3 separate regions of the Mus musculus genome follow, and regions 1 and 3 are each linked to region 2. A link is a contact called in public HiChIP or PLAC-seq and promoter capture Hi-C data. All regions are on one chromosome and are shown on one strand. The core of a region is the stretch at or near the end of the contact, and the rest is flanking DNA. Distances in the headings are between cores, read along the strand shown. Region 1 holds the start of Pdcd2 (programmed cell death 2). Region 2 holds the start of Lix1 (limb and CNS expressed 1). Region 3 holds the start of Chd1 (chromodomain helicase DNA binding protein 1).

What was found. HiChIP or PLAC-seq counts read pairs in DNA pulled down with a chosen protein or histone mark. Capture Hi-C pulls out chosen DNA fragments and counts their contacts.
Region 1: a promoter capture Hi-C map of adipose tissue shows a contact between it and region 2, with 2.6 times the contacts expected there. The contact joins the promoter of Pdcd2 here to the promoter of Lix1 in region 2. A contact is called at or near these places in 4 of 39 promoter capture datasets (cranial neural crest, frontonasal cranial neural crest, maxillary cranial neural crest and 1 more), 1 of 115 datasets of contacts at active chromatin or transcription factors (embryonic forebrain) and 1 of 9 other capture datasets (adipose tissue).
Region 3: an H3K4me3 HiChIP or PLAC-seq map of embryonic forebrain shows a contact between it and region 2, with 9 times the contacts expected there. The contact joins the promoter of Chd1 here to the promoter of Lix1 in region 2. A contact is called at or near these places in 3 of 39 promoter capture datasets (the C10 cell line, cranial neural crest and second pharyngeal arch cranial neural crest), 1 of 484 Hi-C or Micro-C datasets (B cells) and 4 of 115 datasets of contacts at active chromatin or transcription factors (astrocytes, embryonic forebrain, embryonic hindbrain and 1 more).

Annotation. Positions count from the first base shown.
Region 1 is chr17:15,525,435-15,528,690 of GRCm38.p6, forward strand. It overlaps Pdcd2 (programmed cell death 2), which reads right to left and starts at 1,867. Exons shown (of 6, transcript NM_008799.2): 1 at 1,557-1,867; 2 at 939-1,178. The coding sequence starts at 1,839.
Region 2 is chr17:17,401,217-17,404,561 of GRCm38.p6, forward strand. Lix1 (limb and CNS expressed 1) reads left to right here and starts at 1,470. Exons shown (of 6, transcript NM_025681.2): 1 at 1,470-1,810. The coding sequence starts at 1,729.
Region 3 is chr17:15,703,531-15,706,920 of GRCm38.p6, forward strand. It overlaps Chd1 (chromodomain helicase DNA binding protein 1), which reads left to right and starts at 1,437. Exons shown (of 36, transcript NM_007690.3): 1 at 1,437-1,782. It overlaps 5830433I10Rik (a long non-coding RNA gene), which reads right to left and starts at 1,847. Exons shown (of 2, transcript XR_001782213.2): 1 at 784-1,847.

The DNA.
Region 1 (3,256 bases), core at 617-3,116, 1.9 Mb before region 2:
TGAGTTTTGAGGACCTAAAATTTTCCCATTTCTAAGACGTTAAGTTCTGAGACCTGTGTTGTTGAGTGAATTCATCACAGTTGAACATCAGAGCTGCTATGGAATAGGGCAATCACTATGTAACCTCATACAAGCCATCACATGAAGTAATAGACAGTAAATGTGTGTGTGACACTGCTACATATATAACATGGCTTATTGTCAGTAGACAGGCTCTTACTATGTTGCCTAGATTGCCCTCTAACTCCAAATCCTCCTGCAGCTGGCACTCGAGTGCCAGGACCACAGATAGGCACCACCACTACGAGCTGAGTAACAACTGTTAGCACTTGCTTGTTCTTAAGTATTAGATATTATACACAATACCTAACACTAAAGATCTGTTTACACCAACAAAAGCATGAATAAAGTGGAGAGATACAGTCTACAAAGACACTGAACAATTAAGAATTCATTATTCGGATCAGGGATGCATGAATGTGATTGTAACGCTTTTTGCATGACCACGGTTAACTACTCTTAATAATACTACCTGTTAATAAAGCTGGTTGTACTAACCAGTACCCCAGAGCTCGTGTCTCTAGCTGCATATGTAGCAGAAGATGGCCTAGTCGGCCATTACTGGGAAGAGAGGCCCCTTGGTCTTGCAAACTTTATATGCCCCAGTACAGGGGAACACCAGGGCCAAGAATCAGGAGTGGGTGGGTAAGGGAGCAGGGCTGGGGGGGGGGGGGGGGGTATAGGGAACTTTCGGGATAGCATTTGAAATGTATATAAAGAAAATATCTAATAAAAAAATAAAGCTGGTTGTGTTTTAGATTAGCGAAGTGTTCATGTTACCAGTTCCTAAAACTTTTAAAGTATGTTTTCTAATTTCAAGTTTAACCAGAAACTGGAGTACCTCAGTTGACAGAGACGGTAAGGCTAAGTTGTCTTACCTGACTGTGTACAAGCCTGCTTGTGTCCCAGCCGCCAGTCTAATGTCTGATGCTCCTTGCTGCAGTAATGTGCCTGTTTGCACCTAGAGCATGTCATAGGGGCCAAGCAACCACAAACCCGACAGAGATGGGCTCCAGACTTGAGCTGGAGGCACACACATTCCGTACCCAAAGCTTCTGTTTCAGAAGGGGGCTCATAGGAGTAGAATGCGTTGTTCCTTGGTAGCTGATTACGAAAAACTGAAATGAAGAGGAGAAAGGGGTACGTGAGATTATCTTTCCGTGAAACAAAATAATTGAAACATTTGAACCGTTTTCGGTGCTTCACCTCATAAAACCTCATTTAAGGAAAACCTAAGGTTTTTGCTTTCGGGGTGGGGGGGCGGTTTTTATATGAAAGGGAATAAAAATAAAAGCTAAAGAGCTTTTAAACCCGGGAAGAGTTCCGTCTGACAAGAGAAATTGGCTTTAAGGAGTCCGTGCCCAGGATGAAAGGGACACGATTCTAAGACAATTCCGGTACCTGAATACAACCACTCGCGCCAACCGATCGTCCTACGTCCAGGGTTCAGCCCCCGTGGCAACCCTCGCCCGGGTCCTGTCCCGGCGGCCGCTCACCTCGCAGGCCGGCGCAGCACGGCGGCTCGCGACAGCAGAAGAGAAAGAGGCTGCGGTGGAAGGCGTCGTCCCGGCCCGGCAGCGGTGCGTACACCTGCAGCAGGAAGGCGAGCGGGCGGCCGCAGCGCGCACACGCCAGCGCCCCGGGCCCCGGCAGCTCCGCCAAGCCCAACCACGCGGGCCGCCCGCCCACTTTGCTGGGAAACTGCTCGCTGCGCAGCCTCCAGGCCGGTGCCTCCTCGGCGAAGCCCAACTCCACAGGACCAGGGGCGGCTGCAGCCATGCTCGCAGCAGGACTCTGCCACCAGGCCGGAAGAGGGCGGTCACGTGTTAGGCCGGAAGGCGGGAGGCGGGGTCAGATCTCGAGCTGGGACCGGACTGGAGGTAACCCTATAGGCAGGAAGCAAAAGTGAATAAAGGACGCTGGTGAGCAAGACTACCTCCATCGAACTGTCACTGTTTCTGGGGATCCGAAGGCCGGAAGCTCTTCAGACCTCTGAGATTAGGGTGTCGGTTGTAGATCCTCAGGTTGGAGTGAGGGAAGTGGGGGCATTCTCAGCACTCGGGGACAAAAGACAAACTTTAATTAGTTCGCAGCTGTAGCCTTTCGCTATTGGGTAAGAGACTCAGCCCGGATCAGAAACATTTCATGGTTTATGCCGTTAGATATTGTCATAATCTTTGTGATTATCTTAGAGTGGTCTTTTAAAATCTCTGCTTCAAAAGAGGTTTTTCCCGGAGCTGAGCAAGTTTTACAGAAGCTGAATTTTCAGATTTTTATTATGACAGTTTCTCTAGCAAATGGAACTTGCTAAGTGGATATTGGTGGTGGTCACTTCTTAAGGGAGAACAAATGCGTGCTTCCTTTGGAAGAGAAAGGGGCAAGTAGGCTTCCCAAAGCAGAAGTTAGCAGTTTAGGTTATTCTGTTATCTCAGAACAGAGAGTTTCTTATTCTCTTATCTTAGTTTTATGAAACTGAATACATCCTAAGTAATGTCGCCAATCATAATTAATGTTGAAGTTTGCTATTTTTATCTTCTCTTTCAAAGGGAGGCTCTGTTCTCCTGTGGAAGAATTGAGGTTGGGGGCGAACCCACACAGACCCTTGAAACCTGTCCTCATGCAGTTAAAGGATGTTCAAAACTGGGGTGGAGGAGAAAGATGACCGGATACAGTTGAGGAGGAGCACTCGAAACAAACGTAAATCATAGCGCTCTGCTTCACACAGTTGGGTGCTCCCATACTCGCTGCCCTGTGTGTTGGATTTAGACAGGAAGCAAGATGTAAAGACAAAACAACAGTGGGTTTTTTGGCTAGTGTAAACAAGAATTCCTGGAAAGGAGCTGTCTACAAAGTCTGGTTAACTAATAAAACTTTTTGACTTTGAAGAGTTTAGAATCTTTAGAAATGGTACTATTTCTCTTGGGTTGTCTTTAGCCCCTTAAAGATACCTTAGTGGCCGCTTTTGTGTCAGACCTAACACCTTGATAAACAGATAAAGACTATTGGACTGTATTAACAAAATGCTATTCTCCACCAATCAAAAGGCTAACAATGCTATCAGATGGTGTCTCAGGTCTGTACTGAGATTCCTCTGTAACTACTTAATGTTTCCACAAATGCATTCATTGTTAAAATACCTTGATTTCAAATTTCCTTTTTGTTCTGTTACTATAAAAACTCCATGAAAGTGCTTCCA
Region 2 (3,345 bases), core at 220-2,719:
GAACTATAAATAGATCTATGTATCATTTCATTTTGTCTATGTGACAATCCTGAATTTCTTCTCTGGGTGGCCTAAATTTCCTGTGGGTATTTGTCAAGGAATAATCATTATAATAGCATTTATTATCACTGCTACTTTTTCCTTCTCTGTTTTTTATTAAGCCCACCCTTCTACAACTAGCTGAAGAAATTGATCACATGAAAGACATTCTATTTATATAGTCTTTAAAGAATTAGTTTCACAATAATGGAATGTGAAGATTGGAAGGAACATGAGACAACAATCTGTGAGTTCTGTGTAAAAAAAAAAAAAAAACTTCAAATGAAGCAGCAAAGTCCTTCACAGCGCCTCAACAACAAGAGCATACAGCTAGTAAAGTTGGTTCGTTTGTTTCTGATATTACATATTCCTGAAGTGTGATATGTGATCACATGACATGTTTGTCTCTTGTCAAAGTGTTATTTTACACATGTGTACGGATCTGTAGAGATAGGAAAGAGTCTCATTTGCTGAGTTCTTTTAATAACTTTCTATTAAACTTTTCTTTTAAAGGTATTGCTTTTTGCTCTTAGTCGATAGAAATTCTTGTCACTGTTGTTGCTGCTGTTGTTTTTGGTGTTGCTGGTGGTGGTGGTGGGCTGGTGGTGTGGTGGTGGTAGTTGTAGTGTCTGTAGTCTATGCAGGTGTGTATGTAAGAGCATTCCAGAGAATGATAGTAGATAGCTTCTATCACTCTCCACCTTAGTTTTTGAAACAGCATCTTTCAGAGAATATGAAGCTACCCATTTTTGCCAAATTGACTGGTAGACATGTCCTGGGAGCCACCTGTCTCAGCTTCCGGACCCTAATGTTACCTGTACATGCAGCCATGTATATGCAACCATGTCCTGCTTTCACTTACATGCCAGGAATTTGAACTAAGTTCTCTTGCTTTCACAAGAGTCCTGACACCCTGAGCCATTTCTCCAGATCTCACCATTAAATTTTTAACAGAATAAATTATGAGAGAATGATATCAGGATTAATTAAAGTCAATCTTGGGAACGATTTGTCTTGGAGGGTAACAGAAAAAGAAATATGGTCAGGCAAAGTATAAAAGAGTTCACTAGGGATTGCTTGCTACTGCTCACCAGAAGTGACTGTCATTGCAGGGAGGATTCTGATTTCAGAAATAATGCATTATCTCACTCTAATCGTAATCTTTATAGTTCCTCTTTCCCAAAGGGGAATTTAGATTGTTGGTTGTAGTGGTTATTCAATGATGGCAGTCCCAAGCCTTCCCCTTGTAATTTAGGAACCTGCAGGACGATGCCTTCTTGAGTACCTATTCCGGGGGCAGCACATTTAAAGAAGGAAGGCTGAAAGAAATGCCCAAATGGGAAGGCAGCACAGCATCCAGGCAAAATCTGGTTGGAGAAGAAATCTGTTCTCATGATGACTGAGCTTCCCCAGCCTGCCTGTAGGTGGGTGTGTTTAACAGAACGAAGCCATGGGAACCAGCCTGTCAGCCAGCCTTTCAGGCTAATTAGCTCAGCATACAACAAAGATAAGTGAGCCTGAGAGGAGGGCCCTGAGGGTCTTTAGATTCTGGGAAATGTCTGATTGGCAGATGTTAAAAGGGATTCTTTAGTAATCCACTGCATCAATGAGCTGCACAAATTCAGTCCAGAGCTGCAAGAATTCAGGCATGAGGAGACTGTGCAGGAGGCTTGCACAGGCAGACTCGAGATGGACAGAACCTTGGAATCTCTGAGGCACATCATTGCCCAAGCCTTGCCTCACAGAGACCCGGCTTTGGTCTTCAAAGACTGTAAGTACTGAAGGAAAAAAAAAAAAAAAAACCTTTTTTCCCCCCCTGACTTTTTAGAAAATAGTCCTAAGTGTCTAGTCACATCTTGTTTAACTACGATTTCTGCTAGATCTTTGTAGTCGTGTTCTGTGGGCTAAGCAATATTTAAATTGTTCCCGACTTCAGCCAGGAGAAGGCTTTCCTTTTACCTACGCCCACAAGACTCTGGGCTGTTTTGCCAAGACAGTACTGTGTAGATGACTTTTTCTAAAGTCTAAAACCTGCCAAGTCTTAATGATCTTTTCCAGATGCTTTTTAAATAAAACAAAGCTGAGTGGAACTCAATGAAAACTAAAAATAACTTGGAAATGATAATTAAAAAATGCACTGCTCGTTGTTCATCTATTTAATCTTTCACACCATAACTAGACACATTAAATCAGGTATTGTTTTATCTAAAAGTATTGTAGCAAACAAAATTTAATTTTAACCACTGAGCTCCTAAATTTTAATAGCAAATTATAATGCCAATAAAATGTGATGCCTTCTAACTTCAGCCTCATTCCCGACATCCCCACCCCCACCCCCACATGGCATGGCAAAGTTATTTTTAAATCTTTTTCTAAAATGATTATGAAAAATAATTCAGCCAATCTTTACAATTCCAGCAATACTATTAAACCATTTGTCATATAAGTTCGCTTCTGGAACCAATTTGATTTCTCGCTGCTGCAAAACAGACTATCTTCATAGTGTATCTTATCTACAGTGGGTGTCAGATTACAAAGGGCTTCTGGAATAGAATTGCTCTTTGGATCTGCCCAAAAGGTGAAAATGCATATGGAATGTTTTTAGCCTGCAATACGTTACAGCTTCCTTTCTTGTGACTCTAGTGATGTGTGTCTCCATCAAAGTATCAGTGGTTTGGATTCTGCTTTCTGATTAGTGAATAATGCCCCTTTCCAGATGTCCCTGAAGCTTGTATTTCTCATATGTGTGATGAAAAAAAAGCAGAGAGAGAAAGAGAGAGAGAGAGACAGAGAGAGAAAGAAATGTCTGGCCTCTTTATTCTATAAAACTTCCCTCTTAGAAATTAAATTGTAACCAATCTGTCCTCTAAGGCATAAAATGAAAGCTACTTTCTTTCTCAGTTTAAAAAAAAAAATGTTGCCTTCAAGCATTTGTCAATAGCTATGTTAGAAATAATAAAAGTCACTCCATCTTCAAGCTTAGCCTGGCGTCTATTCTGGCTTGCTATGTTTCTCCCAGTGAAAGAGAAGGAAAGAATGTCTTTCTCCTTCAATGCATTCAAATCTTAGTGAAGGGTGAAAGGCTTTGGCATGTCCAAAGCTTTGGATAAATTGTAAGAACTTAGACCTAGAATTTGGAGAGCAGAAGAAATAAAAGGAAATGGAAAGAAAAGTTCAAATATGACGTTGTATGGTCCAGTTCTTAAGCTGAACTAATTTCTTCCAATTGCATACAGTTTAGAAGAGAAACTATGAGTTGTTAAAGGGACAATGTCTGTCACCAAAATTTTTGCAAGAACGCTATTT
Region 3 (3,390 bases), core at 187-2,686, 1.7 Mb before region 2:
CTTTTTTTCCTTTCCTTTCCTTTCCTTTCTCTTTCTTTCTTTCTTTCTTTCTTTCTTTCTTTCTTTCTTTCTTTCTTTCTTTCTTTCTTTTTTAGGTTTTTCGAGACAGGGTTTCTCTGTGTAGCCCTGGCTGTACTGGAACTCACTTTGTAGACCAGGCTGGCCTCGAACTCAGAAATCAGCCTGCCTCTGCCTCCCAAGTGCTTGGATCAAAGGTGTGCGCCACCACCGCCGGGCAAAGTTTAAATTTTCATTAGAAATTTCCCAAATAGCTTAAGAATCATTTGGAGATATTATGGCAGCCAAACTCATTTGACTTCGAAGGAGAGGTCTCTACAGAAAATGCAACTTCAAAAAGTAAGTTGAAAACTTTAAAAAGTTAGACCCACAAGGTGGGTACACCAGCAATTCCTTTACTACCACTCCGGAGGCTGAGGCAGGGAGATGGAGAAGTGGAAGACCAGCCTGGCTTTGTATACTGTCTTTAAAGAATCTTTTATTTGCAGGCCAGGTAATGAAATCAGAAAGAATTTTGATTTAAAAACAAGTAAGCAAACAAAGTTCCAAATCCTTGCAAAAACAGTCAGCCTTGTGGTGATGGCACACGCCTGCCTGTAATGCCTAAACTTCGAAGGATCACCCTGAGGCCACCCTGGGCTACATAATAAAACGCTCTTTCAAAACCAAAAAGCATAATAAAAACAAAATTGAAAACCGTACATAGATTGCTACATCACCACGCTTGAAGAGATTCTGCTTCGACATACTGAGGCCTGCGGATACAGTAATGACAGTAACTGTCAACTAAGCTGCAGCACCTTAGATCCAGTTACCAACGCCCCTCCAGTTCCGATTCCGCACGGCACCCTTCCACCCGCATTCCAGGGAGCGATCTAGGCAGGCACAGTTGTAAAAGTTCTTTTATGAACCAGGCATGGGCCACCCACACACGAATCAAGGAGCGTCCTGGGAGGTCAGCAGCTCGAACTCTATTTTCTCTCTTTCACTAAAGCCCCGCCCGGGAGGAGACTTAGTCGCTGGTCGCCCAGGCAAAGATCGCAGCGGGAGGCGACTAGGTTGCCCAATAGTTCTCTAGCTGCCCGGGTGACGCAGCAGCTCCGACCGGACTCCGGACACCCGGCGCGCGCGGCCGGCCCCCACCGCAGGCAGTCCTGGGCCCCCGCTCTGGATCCCTGCGCATCCGTGCCGTGACCAGAGCGCCCATCCCCGGGAGCCCCACGAACGCCAGGGGTAGCGCCGGTTACGAGTGCGAAGGCCGAGCCTGGGCTGGACTCGGTGGCTTTCCCCGAGGGGCGTGCACCACCTCGGCGCCCCGCCCCGCCCCGCCCCGCCCCCGCGCGTCGGCGGAAAGGCCGGGCGTGCGCGCCGCCGCCGCGCGCCGGGAAGGGGAGTGAACCGAGGCGGTGACGTCGCTCGGGAGGCGGAGGCGACAGCGACCTCGGCGGCGCCGCGCGGCGGAGACGGTTGCGCTCGATCGCGGTCTTGGCGTCATGGCGGCTGCCGGCGGCCGATAAGCGGCGGGGCGGGAGCGCGGACGGAGGAGGCGCCCTCGGTACTTCCCGCTCGGCCCGGGCGCCCGGAGATGAACTGATCGTCGGACCCGCTCCCCAGCTCCGCGCGTCTCCGCCCGCTGCCTCCCCTCCCCCTCTGCCGTCCGCGGCGCGGGTCCCGCGGCCTGGGCATCCAGGATCGCGGGCCCCCGCGCGGGGCATCCTCCGCCCGAGGCGCCGGCCCGCGCCACCCTTCGCCCTGTGCCCGCCGGTAAGGACGGGTCGGCGAGGCCGGGGAGGCCGGGAGCGGGCGAGGCCCGCGAGGCCCGGCGCGGCGCCGGGGGCGTGGGAGAGCGGCCCGGCGCATCCTCAGCGGCCTGGCGGCGCTGCCCGGCGCGCGGAGGGGACCAGCACGTGGGAGCGCGGGGCGGGTGGGGGGGAGGGGGCGGTGGCCGGGCGAGCCCGGGAGGGCGCGCGGCGGGGCTGCGGGAGCGGGAGGCGGGAAGGAGGCCGCGGCGCCCGGCTGCGGGGAGAAGGTGCAGCGGCCCCGCGCGGCGCCGCCCGGCAAACTTAGCCGGGAGCCCGGCAACTGCCAGGCGGGGAAGGAGGCTGCAGAGGGAGCCCTGGCCACTTCGGGGGCTCTTATTGTTGAGACGCGGGAGCGTCCGGAGTCCGGGCGCTCGGAGGAGAACTTAGGGCCGGACGGAGAAAGGAGGCGAGGCTGGAAAGGAAGTCCAGCGGACGGGGAAAGCCATCTTGAGGGGCGAGAGGAAGGTGAAAGGGAAAGCGCCTAGGCGAGTGAACTTTCTCAGCGCAGACTTTGCGGAGAGGAGGTGGAGGACTTCGGCCGGTTTCACCGGGGCTGGAATTAATAGTTAACGTTAGGAATTACTGTTGAGTGCTGTGGATCTTAGGTGACCTGTTCTCCCAGAGGTATGGAGACTGAGCTCTGCAGGTTGGAAATCCTGATCCAGGTGCAGAGTCGGCCCCCCGGGCGGAGGTGGCAGCAGCCTGTTTGGCCCCTCTGTTCTTTGGAGTGGAAATAATCAGTTAAGTCTCTGCTGGAGTCGGAGGACAACTCTGTTGCGTCCCGAGTGTGTCTTGGTGGTACTTTCTGGCTGGGGAAGGATCTGACGTCTCCTTCCCCCGCTTCTTCCTCTCCCTCCCCTGCCAGAGATCTCCTTTGTTTATTCGTGGTTGGCTTGTAGGTGACTCTAGTGCTCTGGCGGAAATCTTGAGAGGTGGAAATATTGTCTTGCTCCCCACCCCCGTCCCCGTCGTTTGCCTTGAAAATAAGATACAGTGTGTATTCTTTGTATTGCCTTTTTATGTTTTTTTTCAAGGCGTCTTAAGTACCTTACTGGGTATATAATTTTTTTTTCCACTCTACCATTGGTTTACCTGGTAAAAACTGTCTGTTTTGACGTTTGTAGTTTTGCTAAGATCATGATAACCTTTTATTACTCTCTTTTCCGAATGAACATTTAAAAACTTTCCTTAGCTGGATATGAAGTTCTTAGTAATAGGAGTTAGTGCTTCAGTAAACATAACCCTTACCCTCTCGTCGTTTGTTTGTCGAAGTTACCGAGTAGCATTTTCTCCTCTTTGGGAGTATGTATATGTTACTTTGTTTTAGGAATCTATATAAATAGTGCTACACAGTAGTAATTAGTCTGGAAAGTTTGTTGCTCTTCTGTCAAAACAGCACTAGCAGTGGCAGGCTAAGTCCTAGCAAGCAAGAATGCACTTAATAGATGCCTAGTTCTTGTACGTGAAAGGCGTCTGGGCCTTCGAGCCACCTCTAGTCTGATGGCCTAGGTCCATTTCTGGGAGTTCTAAGTCGGGCTTACATCTTTTCCTACAGCACATATTCTTAACT